Regions from separate parts of the Mus musculus genome. Here all the other regions are linked to region 4. The links are chromatin contacts, called in public Hi-C, HiCAR-type and promoter capture Hi-C maps. All regions are on one chromosome and are shown on one strand. The core of a region is the stretch at or near the end of the contact, and the rest is flanking DNA. Distances in the headings are between cores, read along the strand shown. Region 1 holds the start of Arap2 (ArfGAP with RhoGAP domain, ankyrin repeat and PH domain 2). Region 2 holds the start of Wdr19 (WD repeat domain 19). Region 3 has its middle 82 kb from the start of Dthd1. Region 4 holds the start of Rell1 (RELT-like 1). Region 5 holds the start of Tmem156 (transmembrane protein 156).

Evidence for each region. Promoter capture Hi-C pulls out the DNA fragments that hold promoters and counts their contacts. A called contact is a pair of places that touch in the nucleus more often than the background predicts. HiCAR-type assays count read pairs that join an accessible place to other places.
Region 1: a HiCAR-type map of astrocytes shows a contact between it and region 4, with 3 times the contacts expected there. The contact joins the promoter of Arap2 here to the promoter of Rell1 in region 4. A contact is called at or near these places in 2 of 39 promoter capture datasets (hippocampal neurons and pre-B cells) and 1 of 115 datasets of contacts at active chromatin or transcription factors (astrocytes).
Region 2: a contact with region 4 is called in a promoter capture Hi-C map of pre-B cells, with 3 times the contacts expected there. The contact joins the promoter of Wdr19 here to the promoter of Rell1 in region 4. A contact is called at or near these places in 3 of 39 promoter capture datasets (cranial neural crest, liver and pre-B cells), 1 of 484 Hi-C or Micro-C datasets (uterus) and 2 of 9 other capture datasets (adipose tissue and embryonic stem cells).
Region 3: a contact with region 4 is called in a Hi-C map of Th1 cells, with 4 times the contacts expected there. The contact joins the enhancer-like site here to the promoter of Rell1 in region 4. A contact is called at or near these places in 2 of 39 promoter capture datasets (the C10 cell line and hippocampal neurons), 1 of 484 Hi-C or Micro-C datasets (Th1 cells) and 2 of 115 datasets of contacts at active chromatin or transcription factors (the 230-238 cell line and astrocytes).
Region 5: a contact with region 4 is called in a promoter capture Hi-C map of hematopoietic stem and progenitor cells, with 2.6 times the contacts expected there. The contact joins the promoter of Tmem156 here to the promoter of Rell1 in region 4. A contact is called at or near these places in 5 of 39 promoter capture datasets (hematopoietic stem and progenitor cells, liver, neutrophils and 1 more), 1 of 484 Hi-C or Micro-C datasets (embryonic stem cells) and 1 of 9 other capture datasets (adipose tissue).

The regions. Positions count from the first base shown.
Region 1 is chr5:62,764,770-62,767,469 of GRCm38.p6, reverse strand. Arap2 (ArfGAP with RhoGAP domain, ankyrin repeat and PH domain 2) reads left to right here and starts at 1,293. Exons shown (of 33, transcript NM_178407.3): 1 at 1,293-1,576.
Region 2 is chr5:65,198,415-65,201,114 of GRCm38.p6, reverse strand. Wdr19 (WD repeat domain 19) reads right to left here and starts at 1,419. Exons shown (of 37, transcript NM_153391.2): 1 at 1,355-1,419. The coding sequence starts at 1,360.
Region 3 is chr5:62,891,988-62,894,687 of GRCm38.p6, reverse strand. No RefSeq gene overlaps it. Among named protein-coding and RNA genes, the nearest start is that of Dthd1, 82 kb to the right of the region's middle. Within about 2 kb of position 1,332, at least 10 of the 459 cell types and tissues checked have an H3K27ac peak or open chromatin away from gene starts, as enhancers often do. A contact at or near this core is called in Th1 cells, where this site is marked.
Region 4 is chr5:63,967,478-63,970,177 of GRCm38.p6, reverse strand. Rell1 (RELT-like 1) reads left to right here and starts at 1,281. Exons shown (of 7, transcript NM_145923.4): 1 at 1,281-1,532. The coding sequence starts at 1,445.
Region 5 is chr5:65,090,355-65,093,054 of GRCm38.p6, reverse strand. It overlaps Tmem156 (transmembrane protein 156), which reads left to right and starts at 1,446. Exons shown (of 6, transcript NM_001370814.1): 1 at 1,446-1,587. The coding sequence starts at 1,500.

The DNA of each region.
Region 1 (2,700 bases), core at 44-2,543, 1.2 Mb after region 4:
GGGGAAGATGAGTCCGGGAAAGAGCAACTCACAGAAAATTTGTAATAAATGGCGTGGAAAGTAAAACTAAAAGCAAAATAAATTAATAAATTAAAAATAAAGAAATAAAAAGAAAGAAACAAAGATTAAACAAAAGAAAAATAACACAGACAAAAAGAATTCTGCAAGTCTTTTGGGAGAAAATGAAGGCAATTTGCCCAGGGCCTTCTTGTGAAACCTTCTGTGTAAAGGATGCTGCAGCTCAAGCCCCTCTTTACCCCCGGAAAGATGGTGGTTTTGGATGGCAGTTGGTGATGTGGACTCGTGAAGGCCTGAGCTCCTGGGAAGCCTCTCACCCTGTGAGCTTCACCCATTAGCTTATTTTCATAATAAGGTCCGCATCACTGTAATTGCTTCACTTTCGTCAACAGATACAGCAGGAAGATAAGTAAGTACTTTCATGTTTTGAGGGAGAAACTCAGGTAGGTAATCTATTAAAAACAAACAACAAACTCAAAACAGGAGTATGAAGCAGGTCAGCAAGGATCCTGCTTGTTCTCAGGTAGGTTTCTGGGATTCTCTCTCTCTCTCTCTTTTTGTTTTTCTCATTGTATCACCAAGATCATTTAAGGACTGATTCAAAGACAGAAAGGCCTTCCAGACTCAAACAACCCCCAGGTTTGAGACCTAGTTTCCCAGAGATAAGTGTTCCTCAGGCCATTGGGTGTTATGCTCCTCCTCCTGAGATTCATCTAAAAAAAGGGATCTTAGAATTTGGTCGTAGCGGTGACTGGGGAGAATCCGACTTTGGGTTTGGTGGATATACTTATTCCTGGAACCTAGGCAAAAGGGTGTCCTAGATGTGTGTGAAGTTTGGGAAACACTGAGGCTACAGGGAAAGTTCTGGGTAGTGTAGCGCTTCTGCATTCAGAGGCGGCAGGATCCACCCCACTGGCCACCCGCCCAGGTCAGCGCACACAGTCCCAGCAACGTGTATCTGTAACCCAGCGAGGGTCTCAGCGGGAGGGTGGCAGGGCCAATCCCCCGCCCCGGGGGGACGCGCCCTTCCAGGGTCGCCACTGGGCAGACGCGCTCCAGGTGGCCTGGGCGGCAGGCGCGGCCGAGCGGCAGGCGGGCTGACTCAGCTGCGCAACAATGCTGCCGAACCGGGACGGCCTGCCCCGCCGCCCCCGCCGTTGAGCTCGGGCCGCCCCCGCCGGCCGCGGATCCCCGCCCCCGGGGCTCGGGAGGAAGCAGCCGGGCGCGGCGCCGAGCACCTGGGCGGCCCGGGCAGGCGCGGCTTCCGGGGCTGCGCGCTCGCCCGCGGAGCCCAGCCGCGCTCCCGCCTCCAGGTGCGGCGCGGGGTCCGCCCGCTCGCCGCCGGGGACAGCGCCCCACGGGGACGAGCCGGCGCTGCGCTGCCGGGGCTCGCGGGCCGCGCGCGAGCGAGGCGAGTCCCCGGGGTGCGCTGGCCGCGGTCCGGTCCCGGGTGCGAGAACGCAGCGCTTCGGGACGCGTGGAGTGCTCGGGCGGCTCTGGATTGTGTCGCTCGGATTGCGCGTCCCGCGAGTGGGCGTCGGAAGAGAAACCAAAGGCGGTAAGTGATTAGAAAGCTGCGCTTGCTTCTGGGATTTGACCCGCACGATTGACAGTCCAGTCAATCAGACTGTCTCATCCCCCTCTGCCCCCGACCAAAAACTGCCTGGGCAAGTTCCAGGCGCTGAGTTCTTTTCTCGGTGGAGGTAATGACTTGGGGCTCTGTGCTCCCCCCTGCACCCCCCACACCCTTCTGGTTACACACTTAAGGGCAGCCCTGTTAATTAACTTTAATTACAATCATTCGGCCTCCACCTGCTTGAACCTAGCACTGTACCAGGGGACCTCTCTGGAGTGCGGTTACCAGGCAGCTCTTTCACCTTTAGTGTGGGAAGCAGTTCTCATGGGAGAATTGGTGTCCATCTATTAATTGAAGTAAGTTTTTATTTTACTTCATTCTGATGTTTTCTTTAGTCTTGGTTTTCTTGGTGGCGATCTGGAGTTTCTTTGACTTGGAAGGTTTGTGAAATTATATTGTGAACAATAGCCTTTGATATTTAGAAAAAAATACAAGAAGTGATAAGATACGCTGTGTGGAAAACTGTCTCAGGCTCTTGTAAGTTAGATGAGAGATACCAAGTTTGTCCTTGAAGTATAGGACACTTAGTAGCACATAAGTTTATTTTTTTTTTTAAGTATTGGAATACGCTATTTTTAAAAGTACATTTAATCGGATGTCATTGTTATTCCCAATAATAGCTTTGTACTTACAAGCCCAGTATCGATTCTCTTCACTTAAGCTTTGTGCACCAGAAGTGTATGGAGCATTGCCTGTAAGTGGAAGGTGGCTATGGATGAGGTAACTTTTTTAAAGGCAAGGAATAACGACAAGATTTTTATTCATGACTTTTATACACTTACAAGAGAAATATGGAAGGCAAAGGCACTTGGTATTCCACTGTTTAACAATGTTTAATAGAGAGAAAATAAAAGTGGGTCGTGCAAGTAGGCTATATCCTAAAATGGAAATATCCCCTGGCTCCTGTCCAAGGAGAGATTGAACACATATTTAAGGTGGGTCTTCACACTAAGAGGGTTTTATATAGACTTGATGTGTCGCAGCCATTTTTTTTTTTAAAAAATGTACCTAGATAGTAAGTCAAAAAGCTTGTTAAAGCTAATTTA
Region 2 (2,700 bases), core at 170-2,669, 1.2 Mb before region 4:
CTGGCTTTATTGGTATTTTTTCTGTTAGATGCTGATACAAATTTTGGAGATACTCGGCAAAACAAACTGTATTATCACAATGTTATTTGTTTTTTTTAAACAATTTTATTGTTGTTATAAGTTAAAAATTTGAAATTTCATTGACTTATATTATTCTTATATCAGACTGCTACATTCTAGAATACTCAGGAACATGACCCTAGATGAAAAATATTAGTTTTAAATACTGTAGATTAATCAAGCACACCCTTATCTAGGTAGATGCAGCTTAGATACTGTAGCTGAAGACTTGAATCTGAGTGACAACACAACTCCTCCAATGCTATCTGAATAAATGCCCATCTCCCGAAAGCCTGTGTCCTGGAATCGCAACTTAAGATAGAGGTGCGCTATGATGCCAAGCACACACAGGTTTTTTCCAGCACGTACACTCACTCAACGTATTCTAGACCATCTTACTTCTGCGAGTTTGGGAATACATCGTCCTTAAACCTGATTCTATTCCTTTCATGGCAGATCTGTCTTGGGCTGTAATCTTACAGGTTAGTTTTCTTCCACAGAGTTATATCGGTTCTAGGTACAACTCAGATAAAAGTTACAGCTTTCCTAGAACAGCAAAAAGGTTTGCTTGTTGCAGGTCACGGTTAACTTAACTGTAAAGAGAATAGTATTTACTCCTTTCCGACACACCAGAAAGTGAATCATGCAAAGTTATCTGCCAATTCCAATGGACACACAAGAGCTACAGTGAAGCTTTAGGAAAGCTGAAACCATTTTAAACTCGGTGTTTCCATTTCTTTGTCAGAGCAGTGCGGGGGTAAGTACCTCTGAGGTAAATCACAGGAGTGCAGCGGCTGCCCCTGTGGAATTCACAACAAACCCAATCAGAAAACCTGCGTGCAGTGGAGGACGCACACAGGTGTGCAGATTTCTCCATCATGTGTTCTAGCGACCAGGGCTCTGCATACCGGACAGGTCACAGGCCAAGTAATTCTTGATGACTGTTTTAGAGACTTTTGATTCTCCCTAGGGCTCTGGGCCAGTGGCTTGGTTTGCCCAGGATTAAGCTACAAGAAATCGGTAGCGATACCGGTAGTTCGGGCGTACTCAGATCAGGCTTCTACCAGATTCCAGAGGGCACAGGCCTCCCTCAGCCCGCTCTCCAGAGCTTCCTTTCCCTGCATCCTTACAAGCCCATCATCCCCTCCCGCCCGCTCCCGGAGCTCATTCCTCTATCCTCAGCACTTCCGCGGAGGGACAGGGACACAAACTCCTCAGAGTCGCGCTCCGAGAGTTTAGGAAATACAGAGGCTGCCACATCTTCTCAATCCGCTGGCACTTGTAAGTTATTTACCTTCATTTCAAAGGCTCCAGCGACACCCCCGTTCTTGTAAGTGCGCAGGCGCAACAGAACACCCCCGCCCCGCTACCGCGTTCTCGTCACCCAGGAGACCGTGCAAACAGCGACCAATCAGCGAGCGTGGGGCGGAGCTGCCCCCGGAGCCCTCCTTTGAGAGAGATGGGCAGGGTGGGTAGAGTCACGTGATGGAGGTGGAGCTAAGCTCCGGGAAGTTGAATGCTACGAGGGCTGGTCAACTTCCTGCCTGAGCTCTGATTGGGTGAGGCTGCGAGGCAGGCGGGCCCTATGGACAGAAAGGGTCTTGAGCTATGTGAGCAGAAACCACTGGCCTAGGAGCGGTTGTAAAGGAATTCCGGGGGGAAAAAAGCTGGACCCAGAGGTTGGCAAGTAGGAGGCAGGAATTGGCTCATGAGCCAGACGGCTTCTACAAGATCCACTTGTAAAAAAGGCTTGGAGAAACTAATGTATCATTCCTCATTTTTTTTTCTTGCAGGGTTTTTATTTTTGATTTTGCCCTAACGGAGGTGAGGTATGAGGAGTCGTTTTCTTTCAGGACCATTAAGACAATTTTAGCTAGTGTGATCGGGGAGGAATAGTTGAAAAAAATAAAGAAAAGAACTCGCCTGTAGTATTTGAGCCTGGTAAACAAGAAGTTTAGCGGAAGCTAAGCATTAAAAGTTGGCTGGAGGGAGGGAGTGGGATTCTGCACAGTAGCTAAGGTTGGCTAGCTGGGCATCATCACCTCGGGTTCCTAGAATAGAGTTGGGTAATTTTTCACAGCGACTCTCGTCCATGAGATAAAATTGTAGTCAAACCTAAAATGGCCTCAGCAAGAATACAAGATGGAGAAACTTCTGCATTGTCTTGCTCTGTCACAATAGTAACAGGCTAATCAAAAACAAACAAAAAAAAAACAAAAAACCTACATGGTTGCATCAGTAGCTATAATAACAAAGCATTTGACAAAACTGAACATAAAACAAACCCTCAAAATTCTCAAAAAACAAAACCCAACAAGAAAAAGCAAGACAACAAAACCCTGTACCATAGAAATTGTAAACAGTATCTCCAAATAGCCTAAGGCTGATGTACTTAATGCTAAGAATCTTGAAAGTAGTCCCATTAGGAACAAGGCAGGGATGTCCCCTCTTGTGACTCTTTCTCAATTCTGGTGGAAGTCCTAGTTAATGCAATAAGGAGAGAAAAAGAAGCATACTGATTGAGGAAGGAGGTGGGAAAACTGCAGATGACATGACTGAGAGTGTACAGAATCAGTAGAAGAGAGGGAGGGATGTGGGGTAGAGGTAGAGCTAATTATACCAAGCCTCCAGGATACAATC
Region 3 (2,700 bases), core at 83-2,582, 1.1 Mb after region 4:
GAATACAACAAAATCAGGTTTACTGATTCATTTGAATTAAGGAGGATATATCTAAGAGATGGTCTGTGTCTTGTTATACAAAATAAAGGAGTTATTTTAGCACACAGGAGAAGGTTTATTATTTCAATAAACACAAAACAGAGCCACATGTGCAGAGGTCAGCATCAGGTCTGCCTTGCAAAGTGCATCCTTAAATGTAAGGTGGGTGTACATCCCTATATCTAGAGATCTTTTATCTGGACAAAGACAGACACCTCAGCTGTAAATAGAGAATGCTTTTTTGTGTGAAAATTGTTTCAACCTTCCAGGCAAGAAAGAGATTTCTTTCTGACTGATTTCAAGTGGCAAAGTTTTCTTTTATTGGATGATTTGGAGAACAAAGTTTCTCAGTGTGTAAGGAAGCAGCAGTCACCTGCCCTGCAGGAGACACTTTACAGCTGTGATGTGTGGGGCTGGGTTGATTCCTGTGAAATTTGTGGCCAGCTTTGCCTGTGCCTTGCTTAATGGTGGAGCCAACTTTAGAATCTGAGCTCTTTTTTTTTCTCTTTGCATACAGGACATTTGCCTCACAAGGTTGTCTTGAGGAGAGAGAGAGGACAAATGAGTCCAGATGGCCTGACAGTATGTTCGCGTTATTTTTTCATTCATTAATTTGATAAAGAAGCCTTGAATGCCTACTATATGCCATTTTCCTTTACAAAGCTCTGGGACTGGACTGATGAATGAAAACCAAGGAATTGTGTGCAAGAATCCTCCAAGGTGACTGGGAAAAAATACACATCAACAGACAGTAGTGATTATGTACAGACAAGTTGATAGGTTGATATTTATCTTATCCTTGGAATGCAGGAAATGGAAAAACATTGTCAAATTTATAAGCTCTAAAAGACTGGTGGGGAATTAGGGAAGCAGCCCAGGGTAGAAGAAGCCCAGGGTAGAAGAGAAAGGACTCTGAAAAACAGAATCGTCTATGGTCTTATCTGTTATTCTGTTTGTTTTGGATTTTTGAGGCAGGGTCTTCCTGTGTTGCTCAGGCTGGACTTGAACTGGTCACCCTGGTGTCCCAGCTTCCAGATTACTAGTATCCAACCCAGGTGCTACCCTGACCAGCTGAACCTCTAAGTATCAAATCAAGTTGCATTTTTTTTCCTTCTCATATGAGTAACCAAGAAGGAAATATTTACAGTTGAGCATGCAGTCAAGGAGCCTAAGTTCTGTGTAATAGGAATATGTCGGTGAGCAAGAAACAAGAGCCTGACCTTTATGAGTGTGTGCACAGAAGAGGGTGCTGACTCCCAAGATGCCAGCAAGGGTAACAAGCAAGTAGACTACTTAATACATTAGATGATAAGCTGGGGAGGACTGGAAGAGGTTGTGAGTCAGGGATCAAAGGACTGACATGTCATCTCTGCAAAAGTGCACAGCCTGCTGTGGCTTTCTGAGAAGTTAGATTACAGAAGGAATGCATGGCTAAGCAACTGGGAATCCCCCAGCCTACATGAATCCGTACATTGACCTTATGCTCTATTTCCTTCTTGCCCCATACTGTTGCCCTTTTAACTTTAAGGAGGATGACTCTAGCCATTAATAAGCATCTCACTCCATCGAACAGTTCCTGTCCCCTCACTGAGAAAGAGGAATATCTAAATATTTAGATTCCCATCTCTCTATTCACTCTCCACATCAAGCCAAAGATTGATTCAAGTGACTCATTCTTACCACATTTACCTTCTCAACCACCTATCCCTCTGCTTGTGAGCAGAACACTGTGGAGAGCTGTTTAAATGCGTGGATTTCATAAGCCAGTTCAGGTTAGATTCTTTTAAAACAATATTGCACTTAAAATATCATAACAACCTTCTAAGAAGAACTAGTTTAGAAAAACAGATCTTTCCCACAGAAGTTAACTCCTCTGAAGACTGAATTATGATGTTCTCAAGGCATACATTGCTTTTTAAATAAAGCCTTTTCTATTTTTCTCTGAAATACTTTGGAATTTTATACTCCAGACACACCCATTTAATCAGGTGACACTGATTAAGCACCGTAGATTTTGGTAGTTTGAATAATAAATGTTAATTTTATTTGATTTGTAAAACAATGTGCTTAATAAAGAGCAGGATAAAATTGATAATAGGCTTTTTCACTTGTGAAGTTGGTGATTAATGTAAATGATAGATCATCCTTAATCCTGTTTGGTATCAAACAATCAGCAAGTCTAAATTAACATATATATACTAAAGAATATGCAAAGAATTTTCACAATAATAGTGTATATGACTGTCTGAAAGGAGAACTTATTTCTGTGTCAGTCTACAATAGACTATTATGAGTAATGTTGTGGTGGTGCACACCTTTAATCTCAGCACTTCGGAGGCAGAGGCAGGAGGATTTCTGTGAGTTAAAGAGCAGTCTTATCTACAGAGTAAGGTCTAGGACAGACAGAGCTACACAAAGAAATACTGGCTAGAAAAAAACAAGAAAAAAAAAGAACACATGTGTAATTTTATTTTTTCCCATAATGAATTATTGAGCAATAATGCAAATGAACAAATTATGGCCATACACAGCAACATTAGTGCATTTCAACAAAACAAAGCAAACATCAGAGAATACATGTTATATTTTCCAACTCAAACATTTTTTATAATTAATTATGATATGATAGGAACTTTCATGTGAAGCACTTAAAGACATTGA
Region 4 (2,700 bases), core at 32-2,531:
AAACAAAACAAAACAAAAAAAAAACTGGCCAGCACAATGTCTTTCCTCTGCATTCTTTCTCAGACCTTTCCCTTTGATACATTTGTCAGACTACAGGATGTGCCACAAATTGTGCATAGGATCCATAGTTCCTGTCTTTGACTCAAAGGGCAGGGCCTCCAACCTTCAGCTTCTCTCCCTGGTAATTCTCACATCATTGCTATTTGTAACAGAAGGGTGGAGGGTGTTAGAGAGGAGAAATAACTCCCCCTTGAGCATTAGAGGCCACCAGTCAGTTTACAGAAGGGGCTGAAGACCCACCCTCCATTCAGCTCACATCTGTCAGGACTGGGCTTTAAGGACCTTGTGTGGAGTCTCCACGGATTAGTTAAAACGAGGCTATTGGTTAGTTAAAAGGAAGCTAGTCAGAAAAAGGTACATTCCCCTTTAACAACTACTTCTGCCCTCTTAGTGCATGCTGTCCTTGAGCCAGGAGCTGAGATTAAACCTGCAAGCAAACACTGGAGATACATGGATCATGGTGGCCCAGGTCATGCAGACTTCATGAGCTCACTTCCTGGCCGGTGACATGGGGATAATACTCACCTTACCGAGCTGATGTGAGGATATGAAGACAGAAGTGACTGGAAAGTTGAAGAATTGTTCCAGGGGAGTGTTTGCAAGATGATTAAAACAAAACCCAGTCCAACGCAAGCAAACAACCAGTGTGTGGGGACGTGTTCCTCAATAGAAGTAGCTTAGACAGAATGGGATGGGGACAATTAAAAAAGTTTTTTTTTTTTAATTTATTCTCCTTAATGTTTAAACGATCAACCATGACTTTGAACGTAGCATTCCTTCCTAGACCACTAACGAAGGTTAATTAACTGGGTAAAGACTCCGATTGAGAAAAAAAAAAAAAACATCGCGCCATTCTGAAACTGCTGGTCCTGTCTGCTCTCCATCCTGGGCTTCCTGGCCTAACCTCTGCCTTCCTCTTCCCGCATCTGACTAGTCCCAGGACCCAGGAGAAGGGAGTAACCCGCCCCAGCCTGAGGCTCCCGCGCAGACCCGCCACTTGGCTGGGCAGGGTTAGCCCGCCCAGCAGAGGAGGCGGAGAGGGTCAGCAGTGGGCGGGGCTCGGGGTGGGGCCACGGCTTGGGCGCGCGGCTGACGCGACCCAAGGGTTTAGAGGGGAAGCGGGAGTGACAGGAGAGGCGCGGCCTGGACTCGGGGGCGGGGTCATGCGTGCGGAGGCGGGTCCAGGCTTCAAGGGACCGGGGCGCGGCGATCAGGGGCGGGGCTTCCGTGCGGTGGGCGGGGTCCTGGCGGGTCCAGGCTGAGCGGGTAGGGGCTCGCGGGGGCCGAGCTCCTGCATTCAATCCACCCGGCAGCCCTCGAGCTGCACCGTCTACCCCGACCCGGGACGCCGCGGCCGGGGCGAGGAGGGCAGAGGGACGCGGCGATGGCTCTGTGGGGACTCCCGGGGTCCGCTGTGCTTGCTGCTTCAGTGTTCGTGGGAGGCGCTGTGAGTTCGCCGCTGGTGGCCGCCGGTGAGTGCTTTGGTCCTGGTCGGGACGCCTGGTGAGTTGGGTCTGCGCACGGAAGGGAGCCAGGGGCTCGACGAGTCGGTCGAGCCCACAACCCCGCCGCGCCCTGAGTTGCGCGCGCCCTGCTGTGCTACCGGATCTGGCTCTGAACATCTGGGTGTCCCGGGGTGGCCCGGGCAGGGTGCGGCGCGCAGCGCGGCTCCAGTCCTTCCCCACCCGCCTGCCGGGGTCCCGCCTTCCCTCCCCGCCGCTTCTAAAAAACGGCGGGACCCCAACTCGGATTCTTCAGGATGTCGCTTTCCTGGGATGCCTTCTCCCTAGCCGTGGACCCCTTTCTACTGTCCTGGTCCTCAGAGGCCTCACCAGGCGAATATCTTGACACCCGGGATAGGGTTCTGCTTTCCAGCCTCCTTCCTCGCTTTATTTTCTTCTTTCCTTTTCATTATGTTAAAGCCTTGAAAGTGCCAGTCTTTGCAGGTGGTTATGGATTCTTTTAGTAAGTCGGGAATTTCTCACTCCTTCCCATACATGCTGGATAAATTAGGCCGGGAAAGAGGAAAGACATCTATAATGTATACTGCTTTTTCTTTGTATCAAATCCTGTCATCACAAAAGGAACCTCTGTGGTCGGGGTGGAAGCCACCAAGCCGAGACGCTGAGTGCTGTCTTCAACTACAAGCCATCAGCGGGAGTTTCTAACTGAAATCTAAGAGGTCTACCTTTTACTTAAGGACGCCTTTGCCTTGTGCTCCTGTTTTTATAAGGCACACACCAGGGATTCTTAATAATTGTTTCCCCCTCTTAATTGCCACCTCGCTGCAGTACTTAAAAAAAAAAAGTTAAGCCTTCCTGGCCGTTTGGGGTTACCACAGGCTGATTCTTACGTCAGCAGGCTCTGCCAAGCTTGCCTTCAGGGGTGGCTCCTCTTCAGGCCCAAATAATAAGCAGCTGGAAGGCTTCCAACGGTGACTGTCTTCTCTATAAAATATACGTGCTGCTCTTCTTTTTGGAGAATGTTCTAGTCACTCGGAGCTTTGGAGCCTGCTTCTCATTTGTCCTTTACTTTTTCATGGGCATCAGAACGAGCTAGCAAGGGAACAGGATAGATAGACGATGTGTCTCCTGGGTATTTATTAGCAGATCCGCATTTCCTTCAGCCATCTACCCAGGG
Region 5 (2,700 bases), core at 197-2,696, 1.1 Mb before region 4:
AGGACCATCAACACTAAAGGCCTTTGAGAAGTCGTATGGAATTCTACTACTGTAGAAGCTTTCTAAGATGTATATTTATATACAGAGTTTAAATGGAGTTAGCATATCATGGGGCAGGGGGATCAGTATCTCAACTAGACATCATATACTACCACATACAACTCCCAGCACCAGGAGTGAGTAACATCATTTTGAATTATTGGCCAAAGGGATCCCATAGACCCCCACAAACATTGCAGGGTATTGCTCCTCCACGACCGGACAGTAAGCCCCTATTGCTGAAGGCTACAAATATTTATAGAGTATCAAGGGGTCCAGATGGTCCTTAAGTGGAAACTTTACTCCTACTGGCTAGTGTTCACATAATAATCCTTTATGATATTCTCAAAATAAAGTATAGGCTTGGGAATTCTGTCCCTATTTTGACTGCTCAGGTCTTCCAATCCCCTTACTGAGGATTCCCATGTGTATGTAAACTGTAGTATCCAGTGGAAAGACAAATGAGTTCATTCTTGGCGCATCTAATCTTTGTCCCTTCCCTCCCCACCCACCTGTTGTTCCATAAAGCGCAGGAGAGGGTGAGAGAGAACAAAAGAGGGTCAGCGGAAAGGACTGGTTACAGAATTGCAGCACTGAGCAGGGAGCAAAGGATACATTTGCTCCAAGTACAAACTGAAATACTGGCTACATTTTATTGTAACCAGAGGAGGGGTGGGGGGTGGGGGTGGGGTGAGGGGGCAATGGAAATGCTAACTACTTGCATTGTCTAAGTAAGAACATTTGCTTGCCATGTATGCTGTCTGTATTCATCAAAGTTTTCCCCTATCCTTCATTTACACTCTAAAACAAATGATTTTTTTTTTCTTTTGCAAGGAGAACAAGAATGTGGATTGCGTCATAGTAAACGCTGTTTATAGACGTAACATTAACAAGTTCCATTCGGCCACTTGCAGAGACAACGGTAAAGCAGAAGCCCAAATTTTCATAAGTCTCTTGTTTATGCTCATATCTTGCACTGTTTACTGTCTTCCAAACACCAGAACCAAGCACAGTGTCTGGCTTTCAGAGAGATTAACTATCATTTACTAAGTAAATGAGTGAACAATGTTTATAAACTGGGGTAGCACTGACATTCGTCCTTTGGTTTTTGGTTATTATGTTGTAGGTTACATGTACCATGTTGTTCTTACACATTGGTAAACATGAGAAACAGATTTAAATCTGGAGCCAGACCCTCTGTGTTTCTTAAGACCATTTCCTCATCTTTCGTGTTTATCAGTTAGCACAACAGTTCTTGTTAGAGGGTGGCTTTATTAGGCAAAGTGACTCAAAATGAAGAAGTCTCAGTCCCGGGTAACTTTTTTTTTTTTAAAGTCAGACCCAAACGGAAGTGAGTATGAGGTGAATCTCAGGAACTTGAAGTAGAGCAGAGATGAGAAGCAGGAAGCAACATACTATCAAGCTACCGATGGGAACACATTTGTGTCATGTGAGTAGACATGACAGAAACAGCTTTCCTTAAATTATTTGTGGCAATAGTGATCACCTTCATTTTAGTCCTGCCAGAATTTTTCAAGACACCAAAAGGTAAGTAAACCATTGCAATCCAGCTCTCGTTTCTTACTTTAGAGCACATTGTCAGCGAGTGGTGACAGACGAGATCTTTTGGGGTGTATGCAGCATGAGCTGAAGTTCGGTGAGTGAACTGCCTTAAGTGAAACGAGATACCAATTTTTAGTTGCCTGTTATCTAGCATAGTGGCCTTAGGACTTAGTTATGTTACAATTGAAAATGTAAAGAAATATTTAAAGTCTGATTTTCGATTCCAGACACGGGACTTAAGAGAATAGCATCTTATGAGTTTGTTCTTTGAAACTGTTTCCTTCTTTCAAAATAATCATATATATCTGCTTTTATATTCTGGAACTTACTAAGGGAACGGACATTTATTTATTTTAAAATGAGCCATTTGATCACAAGGTGAGACTAATAATTTCCTGCTGATCTTAGAAAAATAGGAGTAAATTTTAGTATTTTTAATATGCAGTAAAACCAGATGGGTACAAATATAGGCAGGTATGTGTGTGTTTGGGAGCATTGGGAACAAGGCAAAACCCACTCTGAGAGCCCTTCAAAGAATTGTTATATATTTGTTGAAACTTCAGGGTAGAGAAACAAAAAAATAAGGGAATTTAAATTATTTTTTATATATTATTAAAAGATTGGAAAACATGTTATTGTGGGTGTTTAAGTGATAATTGTGTTCATTAGCCTTTAATAAGAAGGTTAAAAAAAAAACTCCACTGTTCTATTACTAAATAGGAATCATATAAATTTACGAAAACTAGAGAAAAACTTATATTTGATATCTCGCTGCAATGAATATTTATTGTCGAATATATGCAAAGATATGTATTCAGATAAAAATACTTTTGCTAATTATATTTGATGACATACTGCAATGATTATTTAATGTTGCATATTAAATGATGCTAAGTAGCCAGATAAAAATATTTTTGCTAAATAAACACTGTAACTGCAATTTTTACGAATGATCGAATTAAAATTTTTTTCTTTTGGTTTGGTTTTTTAAAAATATATATATATTGAGCACGTATAGTGTATATTTTTGATACTTATTTTCACCCGCTGAAAATGTGTCCTAAAGAAAATAGAATAAAGACAAGTTATTTTTAAGAT